Regions from separate parts of the Mus musculus genome. Here regions 1, 2 and 4 are each linked to region 3. Evidence: chromatin contacts called from public promoter capture Hi-C data. All regions are on one chromosome and are shown on one strand. Each heading gives the region's core, a stretch centred on a gene start, on an enhancer-like site or on the middle of the called end of the contact. The rest is flanking DNA. Distances are from core to core; before and after follow the strand shown. Region 1 holds the start of Bivm (basic, immunoglobulin-like variable motif containing). Region 2 holds the start of Tpp2 (tripeptidyl peptidase II). Region 3 holds the start of Slc40a1 (solute carrier family 40 (iron-regulated transporter), member 1). Region 4 holds the start of Gulp1 (GULP, engulfment adaptor PTB domain containing 1).

Region 1 (5,330 bases), core at 2,642-5,141, 1.8 Mb after region 3:
TACCGGTCTCTTCTTAATCATCACTAATGTCTTAGCTCCAGCTAACGAGCATCAATTGTTCCAGTAGTCCCTTCTATTCTGGACTCTAAAGCCAGAGCCACATGGTCAAAGCTGCTGAGTTCTGCTGCATGCTGGGATTAGAACATGGCCCCCTTCCCCCCCTCCCCCCATATTCTATTACCAGCTTTTTGTTTTCCAACTCCTTCACTTCCTAAGCTTGGCTGTCCTGGAACTTGTTCTGTAGATTGATTTTGAACTCAGAGATGTCTCCTGAAATTAAAGGTATATGCCACCATGCCTGCACTTAAGATTTTCTTCACCTAGAACTTGCTCTGTCCTAGGCTGGCCTTAAACTCAGAGACCTGCTTGCCTTGACTCCTGGGATTAAAGGCTTGTATACTACCATGCCTGGACCTAAATTTAGCTGGATGGACTCTTGCCTCAAAGTCACCACCCCATTAATTCAATTTAATATCCATGAACACAGGATTCAGCTCCATTTCACTTCCTGGTGCCCCTTTTAATACTGCAACCATATATTTTATATTATTCCTTTCTCAGCTTGCTTCTTTTCATTAAAACAGTCTTTGTAAGAGAGAAGTTTAGTAACCACTCAACAGAATTTATATCAGGATGTCTTGAGATTTCCTTTAACAAAGGAATTAATCTAAATCTCTTCACCTTAGCCTCCGGTAGACTCTTCAGACAAGGGCAAAAAAGCAGCCACATTCTTCACCAAAATATTATGGCTACATATTAAAATTCTTCTCTGAAACCTCTAGAGCCAGGCTTCCACAGTTCAAATCACCTTCACCAACCACCAAATGCAGGGCGAGATCTGCCTTTCCAGGCTCCAGTGACCGCGCAGTGCATGAGAGACTAAACCCATCCATTATTAATCTCTCTCCTCATCAGAAATGAAAATAATCACAGATTATGATTTGTTTAATAACCATTATAAAAGAATTGAATGGCACAAGCCTGTCTGAGTCTCTAACGAACAGATGTGATGATAAACCGGAATCTCCAGTATCTTCTGAATGGAAGGGGTGAAGGCACTTTCACCATTATGGAATCTAAGGGGAAACAGTCCTAGGAAGGAACTCCTATCTGTGCAGAGTGAGCTCCCCTTATGAGATGCACCTTCTCACAACTTCCCGTCCGCTTTTTTCTCATCTTCAGTTAACAGTGGCTCACAGGATGCAAGTACATTATCACCAAAGCTGGCATCTGCAGTGCTTTCCTTTCAAATACTGTTTGGTAAAAAGGTCTTAGTGTGTGTACAAGTAGTGTCTGAGCTCTCTCCTTTGTCCTCATTCTGTGTGCGGTGTGATGGTGACAGTGGAAGAAGACTCAAAGGATGTACAGTGCATGAGGCTTGCAGACCACACTGCTTCCTTTCCTCTGAGCACTGAGTTTCTCCACTTCTCCATTGCCCACTTCCTGTCTGTGATGCTCACGTTCTTCTTTAAAAGCTGTGTGGTAGAGGGGTATAATGTGTCTGTGGTTGGGTGTGGAACGATAGGAAACAACAGATGGTCAGCTGGGGCAGTGGGAAAGCTTGATTCAGTACATCCCAGGCACCCCAGGCTCTACCTTTTGTAGATCACAACCCGACATTAACCTTACCTTGCCATCACTGCCTCGCTCACCTTGAATATAATTTTGCCTATGGGACTAGTACAATGTACCAGAGTTTGATGGTTTTATGCTCATTTGGAACATATGGAAAGAAAAAAAGTATGGTCAAAATAGAACGTGGTAGCCCATTTCTGTAATTCCAAGACTCAAGATGCAGATACAAGAGAGCTGCTGCAAGATCTACTCTAGACTAAACTACACAGCTACTTCTGATCTAGCCCAGTACACACCGGGCAAGACCCTAGCTCAAATAACCAAAGCTAACCAAATAACATTGCCAAGGGAAACAGGTTCATTTATGAATGAAAAAATACAATGGAAATTGCTAGGAGATGAAGCTGTTAAGAGTAAAACACTTGATTTATAAAACATGCAACCATCTGGTTTTGGATTGTATGCTTTAAGCAATGGTCACTGAATAAAAATAATCTCTTTGCTCTCATTTTATCTTAAAAAAAAACAAACAAACCTGCCATCTACCTGAAGATTTTACATAGTTGTCACTGAAAATGAAAGATATCAACATTTCCTCATTTGAACCACTGTTTTATGTGAATATCTCTGAAAATACATATATTTATAGGTTTGATGACACAAAGTATATTGTAGAAAATTATGAAATATCAGAAGATATTCACAGAAAATGAAAAAGAATGACCCAGAACCCATGCTGGCACTCTACTTCTTTGCATCCCGTGACTGATCTGCATCTCCACCCTTTGTAGTTAAACTCTGAAGGGCTTCTGCTATGGTATCCTTAGGACTTCACTCAGAGCCTGCTTTCTTAGAATGAAGAAAGCCACAACTACTGGAAACAAGACCATTACAGGCATAGATTATTCTAGTAAGATGCAATGGTAGTCTCAGGGAAAACGGAGTTATGAAGGCTGATTGATTGTCCAGCACTGTATCTGCAGCTATCTGGGGTTTATATCTGCTTTTATCTTTATGCTTATAACTTCATGCCACCCACCCTTTGAGCTGTTCTTTCTAGTCTGATCCCTGCATAGACATCAAAGAGTAAAGTCTGCTACATATATATCCTCATAGAAATTTTCTGCCTAAGGCCCTCAGCTATTGAAGCAAAAGATCAACTCCTTACCCTACATACCTTCTTCTGTCCTTCCACATTACTTTTTGGTTTTCTGAATGTTGTCTTCCTGTAGCCCCTTACTAATTATTCATTCTCATCCATCTTTCAAAGTTATACTCAAATGTCACTTTCTGAAGAACTTTTTTTTTTTTTTTGCTGTTCTAACTAGGCCAGATACCCTATCCATAGTGAGGAACTTTTCTTTCTAGAATATGATTAAGCTTTCTAAATGTGTGTGTGTGTGTGTGTGTGTGTGTGTGTGTGTGTACACAAATGGTTAACTCCTGAAAGTCTAGTTTTCCTGAAATTGCATCTCCAGGCCTAGTCTTGTAGAAGCCAGGTCTAACAAACATTTTTAGGTGTCTACAATGCACTAGGCATTATTGAAATTGTTCTCCCTCGTTTTGATTAACATATTAGGACTTGCGGAATACCACTCAATTTATTCACAGTATCTCATAAGCAATATAAACCCCAAGCTTCTAGGACGGCACTAGAGGAATGACTTATGAAAGTCTTTGGAATGAACAATTCTGTCAAATAAACATACTGTTTGCAAAACCGATATCGATTGCCTGAGTTTATTCTTTTCCATTTATGTGCCTTTCGTGTCTACATGCTGAAGTATCACATTCAGTAGAGAGCTAGACATCCAATAAAATCTCAGTAAAGCCTTCCACATATCACAAACAGTATAATCAATATTCTGCATAGAAAGCAACTGAGACCCAGAAAAGTGTTTTGCTGAGGATTGATAAGAGCTGCTAAGACAGCAGCCAGGTGCCCCCCCCGCCCCCCTTTTCTATCAGCGCCCTTGCCTAGACTACCAGACCAGACCTGGGAGGCCTACCTGTGAGTATGAGATTCATGCAGCACATGATGCCCTCTGGAGTTCAGACTCTGAGGAGCCAGGAGACTTCCCACTGCCCCCTCTTTGAGGCTCCGAAGCACCTGAAGGTGACAAAGGTGCAGGTGGAGGAGAACCGGGAGAGCAGGGATGTTGCAAGTGCAACTGCTGCAGCGCTACTGTGCCGGGTTCCCACTACTGTCCTGCGGTGGCCAACCCAGTGCCAGGCGTCCCTAGTCCCCACTGGCCAAGACCAGATCTAAAGCCTTGTAACCTCCTCCCGGCCTGCTCCCTCACTCCCAGCCGGAAGAAAAGGCTCGCCAGGAGGGGGAGCGCGCAGGCCTGAAGGGGGCCGCTTCCTACGCGCTAGGGACTGGAGAGGCTGGTGGCACGCAGACAGTGACAGCCTGAGAGCTGGGAGGGGAGGCCGCGATGAATGATTATATCACCAATAATAACAATAGCGGGGGGGGGGGGGGGGCAGGGGGAAAAAGAATCCCCTTGCCTTGGCTCACAACCAGGCCGTCTATGTTTTCCACGCCCCTTACCCCGTGGAGGGAGGACAAAGCCTGCTACTCCTCTTGACCTCACTGGCCGAGAAGCGAGGGTGCAAAGAGAGGATGGCCACTGCAGGCCGGGTGCCTGGGATCCGCTAGCGCAGCGTGGAGACCCGCTCCTGAAGAGAGTACAGGGATACCCACGGATGCACCCCCCTCAGGCCGAGCTTTCTTCTGGTGATTTCTATCCCTTACATCTCTCCTCAGAGACTCAGCTCGACCCAGATCCTTCCAGGGGCGCGGCGGGGTGGGGGTGGGGGTGGGGGTTGTCCTGCAACGAGGCAGTGACGGCGCTACGGAGAGGCGGAGCGCACCGCAGTGCCTGGGCTAGGCCCTCCGCTGGGGAATACCTCTGTTCCTGTTGGGTCCCGGAACTCTGGTGCTGGAAGGCAACACCAGATCTGCATCCTCAAGTCTCCTACCCAAGGCCCAGAATCTTTCGTCCCATTGAGCGCACAAGAATAGCACCGAGTGACTGGGTATCATTGATAACACCTAGCCTCCCTTTCAGCGTTTACTATATACCTGCCATTTGCGGTGGATACCTTGAACAAAATATAAGTTGGGAAATCTTTGCTGTGACTCCAGACATGCTAGTTGCGCAACTGTAGTATTTAAGGTTGCCAGAAAGCCGTGCTCCAAAGTTGAAAAAAGAAGTAGAAAGGAAGGTAGGGGGGGAGAAAGGAGGAGGGAGAGTGAGGGACGGAGGGAAGGGACGAAAGTAGTTGGGGGTGAACTCCTGGCAGGATTTCCGCTAGTCCTATGGCGGACTACATATCCCAGGAAGCTAAGGGGCCCGGGACGCGTTTTCCACTCTGACCCACTCATCCACTAGCAGAAGACTTTACTAAGACTGGTCACAGCGCAGGCCAATCCTTCTCCTCTCACCTTGGCTAGAACTTGCGACGGATTCGTTCCCAAAGTGATGCTCTAGTGGCAAGAGTAACACAAGTTTGTCATTGTCCGGAGAAAGTGGAGCCTGCGGTTCTTAACCAGGTTCAGCAGAACGTGTGGCATCCTTCTCCTGGACATGCCACCGCTCGGGTTGTGACATTCTTGGGCACAGCATAGTCCCACGCGCGGACCCCGCACGTCAAGCGACACTTTAGGGACTTTGACTGCTGCTAGGACTGACCACCGTCCTCCTACCTACCCAGGCTAGCTCCGTCCACTTAGCACGTTTGCATTTATT
Region 2 (5,795 bases), core at 1,792-4,291, 2.0 Mb after region 3:
ACACACACGGCAAGCAAAATACATATGCTCCACTGGAGATTTTTCAAAGAGACCACAAAATTGAGGGATAGAAAAGAATGTAAAGGCAAAAACCACATGAAAATTTTGCAGTCGAGCTTTGGGATAAGTAGGAAATACAATCGGTAATAGTGGAAATATTTTCTCTGAAGCCACAGACCTTAACAGTAGAGCAGGCAAAGGGCTGAATTAAATCTGTGATGTCTTAAAAGAATGAAGCAGCAGCTTGCAAGTGACTATAGAAAACTGTTGGGCAATTTAAACACCACATGCAAACACACGTATTAGGACCTGAGACATCTGGGTACCTGGGAAAGAGAGAAATCAAATATTCAAGAGTGAAGTATAGGAGTGAAGGGTGTTGCTGAGGCTACACTCAAAGGTTAGCGTTAGTAGGGGAAGGGCCTTATAATAAAATTTGAAATTTTAGAGTTTTATTAAAAAAGCAAACTTTGAGCAAAGATGTTGATACTTGGTTTGCTCTTGATAAATAGTAGGTTTGGAAAAGCAAACCATGGATCAGTGGTGAGATTAGTAGCAGTGAGCACTGCTTCTGTATCTATATGGCTTAAACCAAATTTCATCTTGTCAGGAAACTCACTCACGATCTCAGTCAGTTTTCCTGTCATTTTCACTGCATCTCTATAACAGTCATAGTTTGCAGGACTTCATTATTCAATGGAATTGTAGCCACATACTAGGTACTTGAATGGTTGCTGAGAGAATATTAAACATTTAGGTAATTATTAATCTCCTCATGCAGTCTGTATACAGGAGTGTGCTATCACACCTGACTCTGCCCTCTACTTTGCATACACCCAGAAGCTGTGACAAAAAAGGACTTGGTCTAAGGAAGTTAAAGGAGGAGACACTGGCTGGTTTCTCCAAGTTCTCATTTGTAACCTCTAGTCCTTTACTTAGATCCCATTTGACAACTCAAATAGCCAGAAAGGCCTCCTTCTCTTTTTATTTCTATTTGCTTTTTACCTTAATGATGTACACACAGAGCTACAAAATAATTTCCTCAGGTAAGAAAAAAAAAAAAAAATCAAAGTCACCCATGTAAGTTCCTTGCTGAATTTAAACAAAAGATCATGTTTAGAATCTGAGAATAAATGCTGGATGATCTTATGTTTTCTTTTGGTTCAATGTTTTATTGACTAAATGTTAATGTTTGTGTAAATATCAAGCATATTTTCCCTTCAGACAATGACCCAACATGAACTCCTTCTGCTAGCATTTAGTGTTTATTCAGGACTTTAAAAAAAAAAAAAAGTACTTAACACTTTAGCACTGTAAAATCATGTGTGTTGGCTGCTCAATTATCAAGTAATCCTATGGGGTAAAAACTGTTACTTTACAGAAACAAAATACTCTAACCAGAACCAAAAATTCTACAAATGTCCACTGAGTAGTACTACGCCAAAATCTTCAGGATTTTCTGAACCTCTAACGCTAAGAACTAGTGAGCCACTTACCCTAGTTGTTCTCCCACACCCTACAAAAAGTAAACACACACTCCTGTGTATTGGGAAGCACTTCCACTGTGTAATAAATTCACAACGTGTCATTGCTGTTACCAAGTTTTAAACCTTAGCAATTACTATTAATAAAATAACTGTAGTCACTTGAACTTCTAATCAGAGACTCTGACACTGTGTGCTTCAGGGCTCAGGTGTGCACCAGAAAGGGGAAGAAGTAACAAACACTTGGAAGCAGGATTCCCTGAGAGTCCCAGAGTGTCCACACAGGCTTCTTTCCTATCCTTTCCAATAACCTCTAACATGTACGTCAATTACCTTCCCATCCATTTATGTCAATTATTAGGCAGCACAATGAGAAAACTAAAGATTGGAGGAAACAAATCAAGGGCTAGGAGGAGAGGAATTAGTATCCCTCTTTTGTGAGGAACAAGGATAAGATGGTATCAATGTGATCTAATCTATCTATTTGATAAACTGACCACGGACCGAAAAGAGGGTAAATAAACTCTAGTTTTAGTCAGATAAGCTCTTCAACAAAGGTTAGAGAGTACTTATGAGGGGGTTTTAGTAAGAGGCTATTTAAACACAGAATACATTTTATTCAGGCATTTTTTTTTAACATCAGTAAGGTCCCTGCTCTTAAAGACTTCTAACTTGAATAAAGGAAATGAAGTCATTTTTAGGAAGTCGTAATCAAAGTATGTTCTCTCGTTTAAAATGCACATTTTATAAGGCCTGAAAAGTTCGCCCGAAACAAATTAGTCGGGCCCTTTGAAAAAAAAAAAAAAAAAAAGACTAACCCAAAAGATTTCAAGGACCCTGAACAAACACCAGCAAATAACTTAAAAATAGAACAAAAGTATCAGAAGAAACCATTCCGGAAGCGGACTGGGTCGAATTCTGGGAACTCACTTTGCTGGCCTTGCCAAAACGAGTATCTCTTAAACATCACTAAGGATCTCTTCAAGGCTGTTACCCCTATCGTTGGTGCCCCCCACGCTCCCGCGCCCTCCCAGACCTATAAAACTGTAAAATTTTCCCATGCCGAGGTCGGGTGCGGACCCTGAAGAGGTGTGGGGCCTGGAACGCCCAGGCTGACCAGCAAAGCTTCCCCGCGGCCCCCGATCCCGAACAGCCACGCTGACCACACCGCTTTTGTGTGGACAGGGAACAGGGCCTGGAGGTCTCCCAGAGCTGTCCGGGCCGCCCCGGCCCGTCCGGTCCCCGCCTTGTTCCAGGCTCGGCCCTCTGGGCTACGGGCCCTTGGGCGCCGCCTCACCTGCATGCCCGGGGCCCCGGGATCGACCCCTGTGTCCAGGACGGCGATGAGCACCCCGCGCCCGTCATACTCCGGGTAGCGGCACAGGAAGGAGGAGGCCCCGGTCTCCTTCTTTGGTAGAAGACCGTGGAAAGGAAAGGGCTCCTCGGTCGCGGCGGTGGCCATGGACGCAAGCTGGAGGACAGACGAGGAAGAGGCAAACTGCCAGGCAGCGCGCGGACGAGCGGCGCGAGGACACCCGGCTACCGCGGGACGGAGGTGGGGAAGGGGCGGAGCCTGGCCACCAGTACCCAATCGTGTGCGGTCAGAGGTGTCTAGCCAATCATACGCTTCAACGTAAGCTAACGGCGCCGCTACGAGTCACGACGAGGGAATGTTACCCAGGCTGCAGAGCTGGAACGGAGTGTGCGCTGCTGCGGATGACAACGCACTGGAGGGAGGTTCTTGCCTTCCGAGCTGTCACTCTCCGTGAGAAGCAGCGAGAGGAACGGGCTGTCTGCCTGAGGCGTGGGATCCTCGCGACGCCGCCGAGGTTGGCTTAACCCGCTGCGGACCGGAAGCCTGTAAAGTCGAGCGCGGAAGTCTCAGATTTAGCGGCCCGGCCTTTCTGGCAGGGTGAGGTGCTGTTTAGTCAACAGGAAGTGGGTTGTCGGCTGTTTTGTCGCCAGAGTCCCCAAAGCAAAACACGTGACAGAAATGAGCTCCCTCCTGTCTTCGTGGCTTACTTACCCTTGGCATCCGGAATTTCAGAAAAATACCTGCCTTTTCTCCAGTGAAGTTCCTCTTTGTAACACAGTTACCGAGCCATAGTTTGCGGGGTTTTTTTCCCATTAGGATGCACAGTGACAGCAATCGTAAATGGCATTTGAAATTTAAACTACACAGATTATCCAGTAACAAAGGTTGCCAACATTCATAATTAAGAATATTGTGGGGGTGAATTAATATTTTCCTATTTGTGACAAATCTACTCTGTACCAGTGAGAGATTCTGCACGTTTTTTCAGTGTGTAGCCTGCCTGGAGGCCTCTGAAATACTGAGCACCGAACCACAGCCATAAGTGTGGTAATTCTTCTCTTTAGTGGCAGCGACTGCTGTGTCTACTCCAAAAGTCCCAGCAGCAAGAAGGCGCCCAGAGTAATCTTAATTATCCCATTGACAAACTCAAGACACCTTACCACAGAGATGTCTTTAAATGCATAAGATGAAATATATAGGATTATACAGGAAGTAGACGGTTGAAAGAATTATAACAACTTAATTTTTGTTGTATTGCAATAGTTTCATATATGTAAGTAATTACATGTGTGCTCTTTTTAAAATTAAATAACAGAGCCATCGTCAAGTCTAATAACTAATGTTATTTTTAAATTGGAAAACAATTGTAAATGGCATTTGAATATATCTAAACTACACACTTTAATAACAAAGGTTGCCTGTGTTCATAATTAAGAACATGTGGAGGATGAAAATAATTTTTTCCTATTCAATCATGGGCCCTGTGCATTTCTATGGTCTCCAGTTTAAGAGGCAGGTTCCTAGAATCCCGTGTATGCCATTTGTTTCAAACCACAGCATTTCCATTGACTCCTCATACTTTGCTCTATGAGCAAATATATTAAAATATATTAAATTGTAACTTGAAAGAATTTCTTGGGATCAGAATGTTAATTTTTTCTTTTGGATTAAGTTAACTTACAATTACAAAGTTGATGAAAACAATGAGTAAATCTTAAGATTAAAATGAACAAAAAATGGGATGGGAGGGAAGGGAGGAAAGAAAAGGCAGCTTTTCCCTAGAAGTTTGATGAGAATTAGACATATTTCCATTTATAACAGGCTATTCTAGGGCTGGAGAGATGCCTCAGCGGATAAAAGCACTGACTGCTCTTCTGAAGGTCCTGAGTTCAATTCCCAGCATCCACATGGTGGCTCACAACCATCTGTAATGGGATCTGATACCCTCTTTTGGTGTGTCTGAAGACAGCTACAGTGTACTCCTATACATAAAATAAATAAATCTTAAAAAAAAAAACCAGGCTATTCTAGTTATAAGTATAAGATTCCCACGTGTATGTCTCTTATAAAATCAGAGCCATCAGCTGCTACCCTTTGGAGCAAACCCCCTATCTCATCCCCCTGGCCCCCTGCTTATATGAGCGAGTTCCCCCACCCATCCACCAACCCACTCACACCTTACTGATCTAGCATTCCCCTACACTGGGGCATGGAACCACCACAGGACCAAGGGTCTTCCCTCCATGTATGCTAGATAAGGCATATATGCTCTGCTACATATGCAGCTGGAGCCATGGGTCCTTTCATGTGTACTCTGGTTGGTGCTTTAGTTCCTGGGAGCTCTGGGGGGGAAGGGGGGGGTGTCTTGTTGGTTGATTTTGTTGTTCTTCCAGTGGGGTTGCAAACCCCTTCAGGTCCTTCAGTCCTCCCCCTAACTCTTCCATTAGGGTTCCTTGCTCAGTCTGATGGTTGGCTGCAAGCATCCTCATCTGCTTGTTAAAGCTCTGGCACAGCCTCTCAGGAGACAGCCATACCAGACTCCTGTCAGCAAATGCTTCTTTGCATCAGCAATAGTGTCTGGGTTTGGTGTCTCCTGATGGGATGGACCAATAGGTGGGGCAGTCTCTGGATGACCTTTCCTTCAGTCTCTGATCCACTCTTTTTTTTTTTTTTTTTTTGGTTTTTTCGAGACAGGGTTTCTCTGTATAGCCCTGGCTGTCCTGGAACTCACCCTGTAGACCAGGCTGGCCTCGAACTCAGAAATCCGCCTGCCTCTGCCTCCCGAGTGTTGGGATCAAAGGCGTGCGCCACCACGCCCGGCTCTGATCCACTCTTGTCCCTGCATTTCCTTTAGACAGAATCAATTCTGGGTTAATATTTATGAGGTAGGTGCAGGCCTACCTCTAGATATGTTCTCTACAGGTTCTCTGTCCTCTTTCTTGGGTATTTTAGCTAAAGTCATCCCCGTTGGGTCCTGGGAGCCTCTTGCTTTCCTG
Region 3 (5,516 bases), core at 2,565-5,064:
TGCAAAATTTGTGACTAGAAATTTCTGGCCATCTTAGTAGGAATTAGCTTCGAGGGGTTTCTTAGAAGCAGGTATGCTGTATGGCATGTCGGAGGCAGATGACTTGAATAGGTGTGTACACTGAGAACTCTTTGGAGGTATGAGAGATCTGAGATTTATACTCTCTTCTGTGAGGGCAGCAAGCAATTGAGAAATCAAATGAACAGGGACCTAGTAGCTGAGACCTGTCTGTCTGTTTGGATAAGCCCTAGGATGGCAAGGCTGAGAGAGGTCTTTAGGGTTGTAGTTAATAAGCATCCAGCTTTGGTGTTTAGCTGGAAACAAGCAATAAAGGAATGGACTTTATTTCATAACAGAAATAAAGTTAGACAGAAAGGATCTATGGCAAAAGTTAAGAGACCAAAATACTTATTAAGTGAAATTCATATATATTTTCTGGCTATATATGGAGAAAATTAAACAATGAACACAGCTCTCTATTTTAGTTTCCAATATAACGTGCAAGATTTGATTTCTGTTTTCTTCTTTCTACATATCTTTCCTATATTAATCCCTGATTTGGGAAAATGGCAGAGTTTCCTTTTAAGACACTGTTTTTTGTTTTTGTTTTTTTAATAACTGAGGTAAAAAAAATCACATGAGATAAATTCATTGTTTATGTCATTTTAATACAGCTTTGACACTTTGGATAATTCACAATGTTGCATCATCACCAGTGACAAGACATCCATCATTTTATGCCCAGTGCCCAGGATCTTGTCATTACCTACTCTTCTTTCAGACCTTGAGGACAACTATGATATTATTATTATTATTATTATTATTATTGTATACATTATTGTAACATACACAGTGTATATATTACCACGTATATAATGTAATAAATATATATTTAATATTCATACACAAATACTATATATTATGTATAACACATACTTATAAATGTTTATATATTATATGTTATAAATGTTGTATAACAAAATATTTATATATAATATATAATGTAAATAATGTATATTACATATTAAATATATACTTTTGAAATATTATGCATTCATTTTTTAAAGCTAGAGATGTATGAGGAGAATGGAGGAGAGGTCACGTATTTATACAAAGCTTGCCAAGGTTGAGTTTCTTGGGATACTCAACCAAAATAAAGCGTTATGATGATGATCATCTTTCTGTTCGTTGTCTATGACTTGAAGTAAGACCCTGAATTTGAATTTCTCAAGAGTCTACTCAGTTTGAAGCTTATAGAAGTCTCAGACAGTCTTGAAAGGCACTTGAACAGAATTGTGGCTTTGTACTGTTAAAGCTTTGCATCTGATGGGAGCTCTGTCCTCAGAGCTAAGGCTTCCTGTAACAGTGGATGATAACCCCACTGTGTTTTTTCCTTTTCATTTGTCTTCACGGCTGTGGAGTAGTGGCCATTCCCTGTGCTGTTTTTGATCTGGAGAGCTGCAGGTGCAGAAGAGGCAACTGAGGGCCCTGGAGGTAAGTAAAAACACAACTTGAAAGGAAGGAATAAGTCCTTTTATTCCCCAACCATAAATATGTGTTAACAACTTCCAATCAGAGTACATTTTATTCTGGCTGGAAGATTTAAAAGGCTCTTTTAAAACTAACAGACTTTTAAACAGCTCAATAGTGACACACGCCTGTTATTCCAGTGCTGGGGAAGCTGAGGCAGAAGGATTCTGAGTTCAGAGCTGGTATGAGTAACTTAGATTCTGTCTCATAAATATCATATTGAAATGAATTGAGAAATAGTTTTGGGGGGCACTTATTTTTTGTTTTTGAAAACTGGTTTAAAACATGCATGACTTGTTTAGTTATGATTACATTGATAAGAAAGTTATATATTTTCTGTTCTGAGAGGGAAAACATTGCTTTTGGATGAAACTTTACTTTTCAATCAGTGAAATGTTTCTGTGGTAGGAGGAAGAGCCAGTGGTGTCTTGTGACTGAGCTATGCTTTCTAATCTGGAATGTCAAGGCCAGGAAACTCTGTCACTTGTGTACTCCAAGCGTTCTGAGAATTTTTATTCCATTTTCTATTTTAACTCCTTCTATGTCATGAGCTCCAACAATACACTAACTATTCATTCCCAACGACTAGGATAGGAGCCCTGGCCAAGTCCTCAGATATTGAATGCTTTTTCTGTCTATGAATCTTGCTCATTTGCTGCTTGCTTCACTGTGGGACCCCACCTGTTCTTAGCACTCTCCTAGTTTGGGCTTCTGAGGACTCCTTGGTGACAATGGGGAACAGAAGCTCCCCATTGATGACAATGGAGAACACATCACACTTTGAAGCACGCATCAACTGAGCTCCTGTTTCTCAGAGTCTTCTGACTAGATGTGGGGGATAGCTCTTAAGGCACACTGTACTTAATGCAAAGGGCATGGAGATCCTGTTATTGGCACATACGTGCAGGGAATCAGGATAGTTTGTATTCTGAAGATCAACAAAATTAAAGGAAAGGAAGGAAGGGCTGGGGGAAGAGAGAGACAGAGAGACAGAGAGACAGAGACAGAGAGAGACAGAGAGAAAGAAACCGTCAGAACTTGCTAGATGATCCCTTCCTAAGTGCTTCATGTAAGCACACTTTAGGTTTACTCCAAAAGACATTTGGATATACTACCCCATTTTGCAACTTCAGCAGACATACCCGAACCTGCGATAGAGGAGAAAGGACTTAAACGTTTTGTGTGTCAGGAGAGAGAAAGGTTTGCAAAGGACAAAAAGCGGTTGCAGTAGCAAAGCCCTATCTCGGTTCTGCAGACCTCATCCTAACGAATCCAGCTGCACCCCGCCCGCAAAGACCTTTGGGGCTTCTGATAGAGAGTCCAGATACAAGGCCTGTGCTCATGAGTGGCTCTCTTCATTACCAGGTGTCATTCTGGCAGGGCTGGAAGAGTGCAAGCCGGTTGGAGTTTCAATGTTTAGGATCACTCTTGAAGTGTTGACAAACCTGACAAAGGTAAGGGAAGGGAAGGGCTGACACAAGAAGCAGGTATGCCCTGGGGAGGAAACGGAGGTCATTAGAGGCTTACACCTGGTGTGTATTCACCTGTCCCCCCAGGAGGCTACCAAAAGGGCTTTATCTGCACGGGGCCAGACCCAGGGTCCCAACTGGGACAACCGGTATTCCTGGTTACTTCCCTTCAGCACTTGGAGCCTGTGGAGTAGCCAAAGAGGCAGGAGCGGCTAGGGTTAGAACTCAGAGGGAAAGGACAGTGAAGGGCGCTGCCTCCTTGCAGTGCCTGTGGCACAGAAGGCGGCCTGCGTTCGATCACTGGGCTGCGCGGGGCTACATTGTGATCTTTGAGCCTGCTTCCTGAGCTTTGATTCCGCAGCTTTTGAGAGAGAGCCCTCTCTATAGTTCGGAGAAGGAAAACATTCTGCGCCGCAGGCAGGCCGGACATGACTTGTATTTACTTAGCTACCTGCATTCCGAAGGGTAGCTAGGGTGGGAGGCTCCTTTTTTTCCGCGCCAGCTCCCGCTGAGCTTTGCCTAGGGACTGTCCGGCAATCTGGTGGCCAGAGAGAAGAGCTTCCTTCTAGCACCTGCCAAACGACTTTGTGCAAAATGTTTCTGTAGTGTCCCCTCGGGGTCCGCATACAGTCCCCGTCCTACTGTGCGGGTCACCCCTTGGCTTCTCCTGCGGTAGCCCAGCCAAAGCGCAGGTTGTTTGCGCCTCCTGGGAGGGCGGTGGGAGCGTAGCTGGCGCGGACCTGGACGTCCAGCCGCGAAGGGCGGTCCCTGCTCTCTCAAGCTCCGCCCCCGGCTCCCTATAAGCCGCTGCCCTGCCCGCGGCGGTGGCGGCGGCGGCGGCGGCGGCGAGAGCAGGCTCGGGGTCTCCTGCGGCCGGTGGATCCTCCAACCCGCTCCCATAAGGCTTTGGCTTTCCAACTTCAGCTACAGTGTTAGCTAAGTTTGGAAAGAAGACAAAAAGAAGACCCCGTGACAGCTTTGCTGTTGTTGTTTGCCTTAGTTGTCCTTTGGGGTCTTTCGGCATAAGGCTGTTGTGCTTATACTGGTGCTATCTTCGGTTCCTCTCACTCCTGTGAACAAGCTCCCGGGCAAGAGCAGCTAAAGCTACCAGCATCAGAACAAACAAGGGGAGAACGCCTGGTGTCATGACCAAGGCAAGAGATCAAACCCATCAGGAAGGATGCTGTGGTGAGTTGAGTAATCGAATGTTTCAAATGGTGGGAATGCAGGTGGGGACGGGGAGATGTAGTTCCATGAGGGTTGACTTGGGTTTTGATGGAGGGTGAAGAAGAATATAAACTCATAGTTTGAATAAAAGAACTTACATATAGGCAGGGATAGAGTAACCTGGGCAGGGTGAAATTTCTTGCATTAAAAAAACAAACCCCACCAAAGTTAAGGAATGTTGAAACAAGAGTTTCTTCACTGCCTGAAGTTGGGGCGGTTATTGACCAAGAGACAACGCTGAATCTTAAGTGGATGCTATTAAGTAAACTGAATGCATCAGTCTTGTAAGTGACCTGTTTAAAAAAATCAGACTTAATTACGACCAAAAGCAAATTCTAATCTGAGCACATTGGGGTGCTTAAACACGTTTTTTAACTTGTTCTCTGTGCCTTTCTAGGATCCTTAGCAAACTACCTGACCTCAGCAAAATTCCTCCTCTACCTTGGCCACTCTCTCTCCACTTGGGTAAGTGAGAATGCACACAGTTCTTGAGACATCGTTGCACAAGCTGTTGTTTACTCTCATCGGAGACAGTTGTATTGGAGAACTTGCAGTTTTCTCATTCCGTTAAGTAAATAAATCGTTCTAAAACACATGTTTCAACAAAAACGTTGTTTTCTTCAAAGATGTTTCCCATGAGTGTTAGTAAATTTTACTTAATAGTGAAATTCTAAAGCTTTACATAGACCGACAACTGTTTGAAACAAGATCCACAAGGACAGGAAAACTTGCATAGTTACTAGGGTTGGTAAATTCTAACTGGGCCTCCTACTGAACTGGAAAGGTATTTCATGGGCCCTCTTGGGTTTACGTCTGGTACCAGCATGCAGCATTATAGAAACAGAGTACAAGGGTAGACTGGCGAAAACTGGCATAATAGGATTACAATAGTATTGTAAGATGAGTTTAAGTATACCTAATCAATGATCAAACATCTAAATGATAACAGCTCTAATCTTCGAAGTTGTTATCTGTGGCTACTTAATTTGTGGGTAGTGTTAAAAGCCACCACCCAATGAAAATTAGCTATGGATTCACAGTTCTTCCTTTGGCTTCCTATGGGAGAATCTCAGTTTTTCTGCTGGCCTGGGATCCTCTATCAACTCCTCGATACTCATTAGCAGGCTGGCTGTGCTCAATGGATAATTATTAGAAACTGTCGGGTTAAACAATCATTCTTACTGCTTAAAAGCATAAACATATTCTGTGCGTTACAAATAAGGAAAATGAATTTCTAAAGAATATTTTGAAGTGCTAATTTCTTTTTAATGAAATCCCCTATTGATTGAT
Region 4 (5,079 bases), core at 78-2,577, 1.4 Mb after region 3:
GAAAGTTTTCATTCTTAAATGTTGGTGCAGCATTTTTAAAAGCAGACAGAATACACAGTTATTAAATCTTCCTAATTGATATTATGTTGTCAAACAGACTGAAATATCGCACGTAAATGTCTATTAACAAAGACAAGCTCCATCAAGAAAAACTAAGACGCTGTGTGTGTGTGTGTGCGTGTGCGTGTGTGTGTGTGTGTGTGTGTGTGTGTCGGGGTGAGGTAGGGGTGTTCCTTGACTGCCAGCCCACACTTGAGAGTTTCCCCAACAGCAGCTGTATCTCCCTCACTCTACCTTGGCACGCTATTTCTAGCTGCAGCGTTCAGCTTCCTGTTCAAGTCCCATTCTACATTGTAAACACATTCCAAGAAAACTAGACTGCCCAGAGTTCCCTCCTGCAAACAGGGAAATCAGCCCAGCAGCCCCAGGATAGAGAGCCAGTTGGGCCACCACCAGGAGGTGGACCAGAGCAAGCAAGCTTGGCAAGCTGAGTCCCACTAACATAACGCCCGCAGAAGCGGGGATCTGACCGGCCTAGCCAAAGGGCAGCCGCATGGACACCGCCCGAGAGTGGGGGCCCTACCCACGTAGGGCTTTAAAGTATCTGCGGCCCAGTCACAAGCTCCTTGCCGCCTCCCCTGCCGCTGCCCACATTTTTACAGCGACCCAAACAAAGCGAGACCAAGCTGGAGGAAGTTGGCTCTCGGGTCGCCTAGTTGACCCAGCGATGCCTCCTTTTGCTGAGCAGCCTCTGTTCCATGCACCCGCAGCGGGCGGGATGGTCCAGCGTCCCCCCACCGCTTGCTCCCGACGCCTGCTAGCCCCCACCTCGCCCAGAAGTTCCTCCTTGGGTCGAGGGGAGGATGCGGCGGGAAGGCACAGGGCTGGCGTCCCTGGGTGGCCCCATCTTCCTCCCTCACTGCCCCCGCCTGCAGCAACAGGTCCCTCTTTCAGTGCCCACAGACTCCCTGTGCCCTCGGGGTCGGAATCTGCGCAACCTATAAGCGGTCGCAGCCCGGTGCCCTCCTCACCCTCCTGCTAACTGCGCTTTCCTCTCGGGGTCTGTTCCTGGTTCCGCGCCACCTGGCCATAGCTGGCCGGACCAGAGACGCTCCCGCTTCCTACCCTGGCTTGTAGAGGGATGCGGTCGCAGGGCTGGGGCAGGCACAGGAGCTCCGGGAACCGTGGCCCACGATCGCGTGTTCGTATCCCACAGGAAAACTTTGTGCAGGTTCGAAAGGCACTGGGCTCCGGACCCTAGGGCTCTGGTCCTCTCCCTCCTTCTAATCCGCTGAAGCCCAAACTGGTGCTGGCGACGGCAGGGGCTGGGTCGGGACTCCCGGTTGCTGAGGGCTAGGATCGCCGGGCTCCCCCTCTCGGCCAGAAGAAAACTCCGGCTCTGTGTGCGCACTAGGGACGCTGGTGGGGTTTTCTGCAGTAATGCAGAACTGTCCTGCTTTTAAAGGCAGACCTGGAGAGGTTAGGGAGTAAGACAGAAAGAAACCGGTTTCCAGAAGAAGCTGTCCATTCTTATTTCAGACGGAGAGAAAACACCGGCCCCGCCCCACTTCCACAGCTCCAGGTTTCCTTTTAAACCTCCTCCCACAGATGCTGTTTGGTAAGAATTTAAAACACCTCTGAGGTTTAACAAAAAAGAAAGTGACACAGAAAGGGCATAAATATAAGTGAGGAGGGCTCTCCACAGCCTCGTGAAACGCAGCTGCAGGGACTAGACTTTTTCTTTTCTTTTTTCTTTTCTTCTCTTCTCTTCTCTTCTCTTCTCTTCTCTTCTCTTCTCTTCTCTTCTCTTCTTTCTTTCTTTCTTTCTTCCTTCCTTTCTTTCTTTCTTTCTTTCTTTCTTTCTTTCTTTCTCTTTTAAACTCTGTCTGAATCTTTGCACGTTACCCCTCCCCCCCGTGGGGCGGTGAAAGGTAGCTGGTCCCTGGTTGAGCTAAGGCTAAATGCCCAGGAGACCATGAAGGGACAGTAGGAGTTTTTGCCTGCTCCTGGACACCAGGCCTCTGTCACTAGCTGTAGCCCCACCTCCATCCTCCATAGATTTGTGGTCATCAGTTACATAAGCGCAACTCCCCAAGCCCCTCCACAGGTAGAGGATATGACCTGTGGTCACATAGGCTCAAATCTAATCTCTATTTTAATGAGGTACTCTCCCTGTAAAAGGTATTTAATCTCAGGCCCACCCTGAGAAGGGGGGTATGGTTTTACACATCCACTTTCTGCCATGACAATAAATGCCTTAAAACCAAGGACTGCCTCTTTTCTTCAGGATCTGCCGCAGGGAGACACGGAGATGACCTTTGTCTACAGAGCCACTGTGTAATCTTCCATAGAAGGCCTCTCTGTGCTCCCAGCCAGGACCCAAGCCCAAGCTAAACTCAAGCCAAGGACTCTCCCCTGAGACCAGCCAGAGCTCCTCCCTTCTTTCCCCCACCCTGGCCCTGGGCTAGATCCAACCCTCGGGCCCCCACTCTGCTTTCAGCTCTTCCTCAGCTTCCAGCCGCACCTGGATGTCCAAGAGCCTGAGAACCAGAAGACCAGGTCTTATCACAGGCCTGGGGAGCTCCAAGCCAGCTCTGGCTGTCCTGCACCTCAGGCTGTGCTTCCCCACCCCCGGAGCAGAGTCCCGTGGCTTCCCTGCAGCCCAACACCCACCCAGGGACAGTGTGGGGTAAGTCCTGTCAAGATTCCCAAGCGCCGGTGCCCTGTAGTGGAGTGGACTTGGGACCCACAACCCTACATCCCCCTACTCCAACACCCTCCCTCCAAAATAATAGGACAACTTTCTCGACAGCCACATTCTACTTATTAGCAATCTTTCTGTGCTTACCTCAGAATTCAGAACAGAAATGGTGTGGAGTTGAGAGGAAAACAGCAAACCATTCCTTTTTTTCTGTAGACCAGGCTGGCCTCGAACTTGAACTCAGAAATTCGCCTCTCTCTGTCTCCCAAGTGCTGGGATTAAAGGCATGCGCCACCACACCCAGCCACAGCAAACTATTCTTAAATGAGCCTGGTAAACTTCTGACTGGGAAAAGAAGAAGAACACATCCTCATAAGAGAGAATCTTGGAGCGTGAGAGGACCGCTGAGAACCTTTCTGGGAAGATAATCCTTAAAATTTAGCTGTCCCAATTTTAGTTCGGATGTAAAAATAAAGGGGAAAGATATAAAGCGGTTTACACGGCTAACATGCGTAAATATCGATGTGCTTTGGAACATGATGTAGTCCAAGCCAGGGCAGAGGCAGCAGAGGGACCGAAATCCATTTCAGACCCCTTTCTTACTCTTTCTCTTTTCCAGGACACTCTTGTTACCTATCCAATTACAATAGGAGAAAAGACTTAGGTGTTATTTATAGTTTATGGCAGTCAAGTGTACAGGGGTTAAAATAGACGAGTTTTAGAGAAAGAAGACAGAAAAAAAAAAAAGGTTCTTAAACATTCCATCATATTTTGCTGTAATTTGAAGAGACAGGATATGCTAGTGGAAATTCCTCTCCAAACATTTTATAAGTGAGTGAGCCTTTTCGGATACTTGTTGCATTAAAAAGACCCAACCTCTCAGTATTTCCAACAGAAACAATGTGGAGATCATGTAGTCTAAGCAAACTCCTTTGTTTGGAACCTAAGGTAAAGGAAGGTCAGAGATGTTAGGTGATTTCCTGACTCCACGTTTAGATCGCGTGAATTTGGCTCGTGGGTTTCTTTTCTTTCTTTCTTTCTTTCTTTCTTTCTTTCTTTCTTTCTTTCTTTCTTTTTTCCTTGCTTGCTTTCCCCTTTATCAAAATAAATAAGCATACATTGAAATTACTATAACAGAGAGGATGAGTATGTAGCTCATTTTATTGGCTCCTTGTCTAATGTGCACCATAAAAATAGATGTGGTGACACACACAAGTGAACCCAGCACTCAGGAGATAGAAATAGGAAGTTTACCATTATCTTAGGCATATAACTTGTTAAAGGAAAGCTTGGGATACACAGAACCCTAAAAAAAAAAAAAAAAAAAAAAAAAAAAAAAAAAAAAAAAAAAAAAAAAAAAAAGAAAGAAAGGAAGGAAGGAAGGAAGGAAGGAAATTACAACAAAAACACTTGAAAACAAGTATAGTAGTTTTTTCTGTAAATAATCGTAAATAATTCATGAATAATTATGGGTAATTAAGCAATGCCATTTGCATAATGATTTTATCAGTATAGCTATCACCTAAGAATACCTGTAAATACTGGGTATTTTAATGCAGTTGTAAAAGATTCTAGAATACTAGAATACTAGACTCCATAGAGTCTAGTCTAGCATAGAATACTAGACTCCCAAGAATATACTAGATTAAGAAACAGCAGATCTTTTTCAATTAACAACTCTTCTTAAATATAGGACCAAAAGAAAGTATCTGATTACAGAGATGAACATTATAAACTCCAGTCTACAAACTACTGGAGAGCATGTTCTTTTAGCTGTTCATTTGCCTCTACTAGCTTTTAAAAGGACTTTTAACCCCTTTCTCACTAAACTCCATGGTGAAACTGGTCTGCCTTTGGAGAGCTAAGGCCTGGGTTCTCGGAGCTACAACCCGGTGTTCCCCTCTCAGTAAGAGTCTCCTTTGCAGCCTTGTCCTCATTGCCTGATTAAAACCATTTCCTGAAGATCTGAGTTCGTTCTTTATTTAGATCTGTGTTCCCTATCTATGACAGGTCAAAGTTACTACACAGAAAACAAATTATTACTACAAAGTATATTCAGTGTTGGATGGATACTTGAAAACACACGAGTCTCCGCAGCTGCCTCTTTCCAGACATTGCACATAATGCGCATCAGTGTATGCTTTTGTAGTTTCTCAGAAAACTTAAAGTCTCTAAATTAGCTCTTGTGTAAGTTATGTTCATTGTCTAACTTTCAAACTGAACTTCTTTAGGAAATGGCTTGGAGGTATAAAGATCCCAAGGATGTTAGAACCAAGGTTTTTATCAGCACTAAACCAAAACCGAACAAAATTTAAAATCAGACTTATGAGAAGGAAGACGCCAAGGGGAAAAGGTTATGGAAAACTGTCAGGGTATAA

What was found. Promoter capture Hi-C pulls out the DNA fragments that hold promoters and counts their contacts.
Region 1: a contact with region 3 is called in a promoter capture Hi-C map of liver, with 7 times the contacts expected there. The contact joins the promoter of Bivm here to the promoter of Slc40a1 in region 3. A contact is called at or near these places in 5 of 39 promoter capture datasets (cranial neural crest, frontonasal cranial neural crest, hippocampal neurons and 1 more) and 1 of 9 other capture datasets (pancreatic islet).
Region 2: a promoter capture Hi-C map of liver shows a contact between it and region 3, with 5 times the contacts expected there. The contact joins the promoter of Tpp2 here to the promoter of Slc40a1 in region 3. A contact is called at or near these places in 3 of 39 promoter capture datasets (liver and neutrophils) and 1 of 115 datasets of contacts at active chromatin or transcription factors (astrocytes).
Region 4: a contact with region 3 is called in a promoter capture Hi-C map of stem cell-derived epiblast-like cells, with 3 times the contacts expected there. The contact joins the promoter of Gulp1 here to the promoter of Slc40a1 in region 3. A contact is called at or near these places in 4 of 39 promoter capture datasets (the 3T3-L1 cell line, cranial neural crest, hippocampal neurons and 1 more) and 1 of 484 Hi-C or Micro-C datasets (uterus).

What each region holds. Positions count from the first base shown.
Region 1 is chr1:44,118,529-44,123,858 of GRCm38.p6, reverse strand. Bivm (basic, immunoglobulin-like variable motif containing) reads right to left here and starts at 3,891. Exons shown (of 10, transcript NM_144558.4): 1 at 3,585-3,891. Poglut2 (protein O-glucosyltransferase 2) reads left to right here and starts at 5,086. Exons shown (of 10, transcript NM_023645.3): 1 at 5,086-5,330.
Region 2 is chr1:43,931,240-43,937,034 of GRCm38.p6, reverse strand. It overlaps Tpp2 (tripeptidyl peptidase II), which reads right to left and starts at 3,041. Exons shown (of 29, transcript NM_001310540.1): 1 at 2,782-3,041. The coding sequence starts at 2,946.
Region 3 is chr1:45,923,892-45,929,407 of GRCm38.p6, reverse strand. It overlaps Slc40a1 (solute carrier family 40 (iron-regulated transporter), member 1), which reads left to right and starts at 3,814. Exons shown (of 8, transcript NM_016917.2): 1 at 3,814-4,187; 2 at 4,624-4,691. The coding sequence starts at 4,145.
Region 4 is chr1:44,547,919-44,552,997 of GRCm38.p6, reverse strand. Gulp1 (GULP, engulfment adaptor PTB domain containing 1) reads right to left here and starts at 1,327. Exons shown (of 11, transcript NM_028450.3): 1 at 1,126-1,327. Gm39635 (a long non-coding RNA gene) reads left to right here and starts at 1,541. Exons shown (of 3, transcript XR_865406.1): 1 at 1,541-1,618; 2 at 2,288-2,689.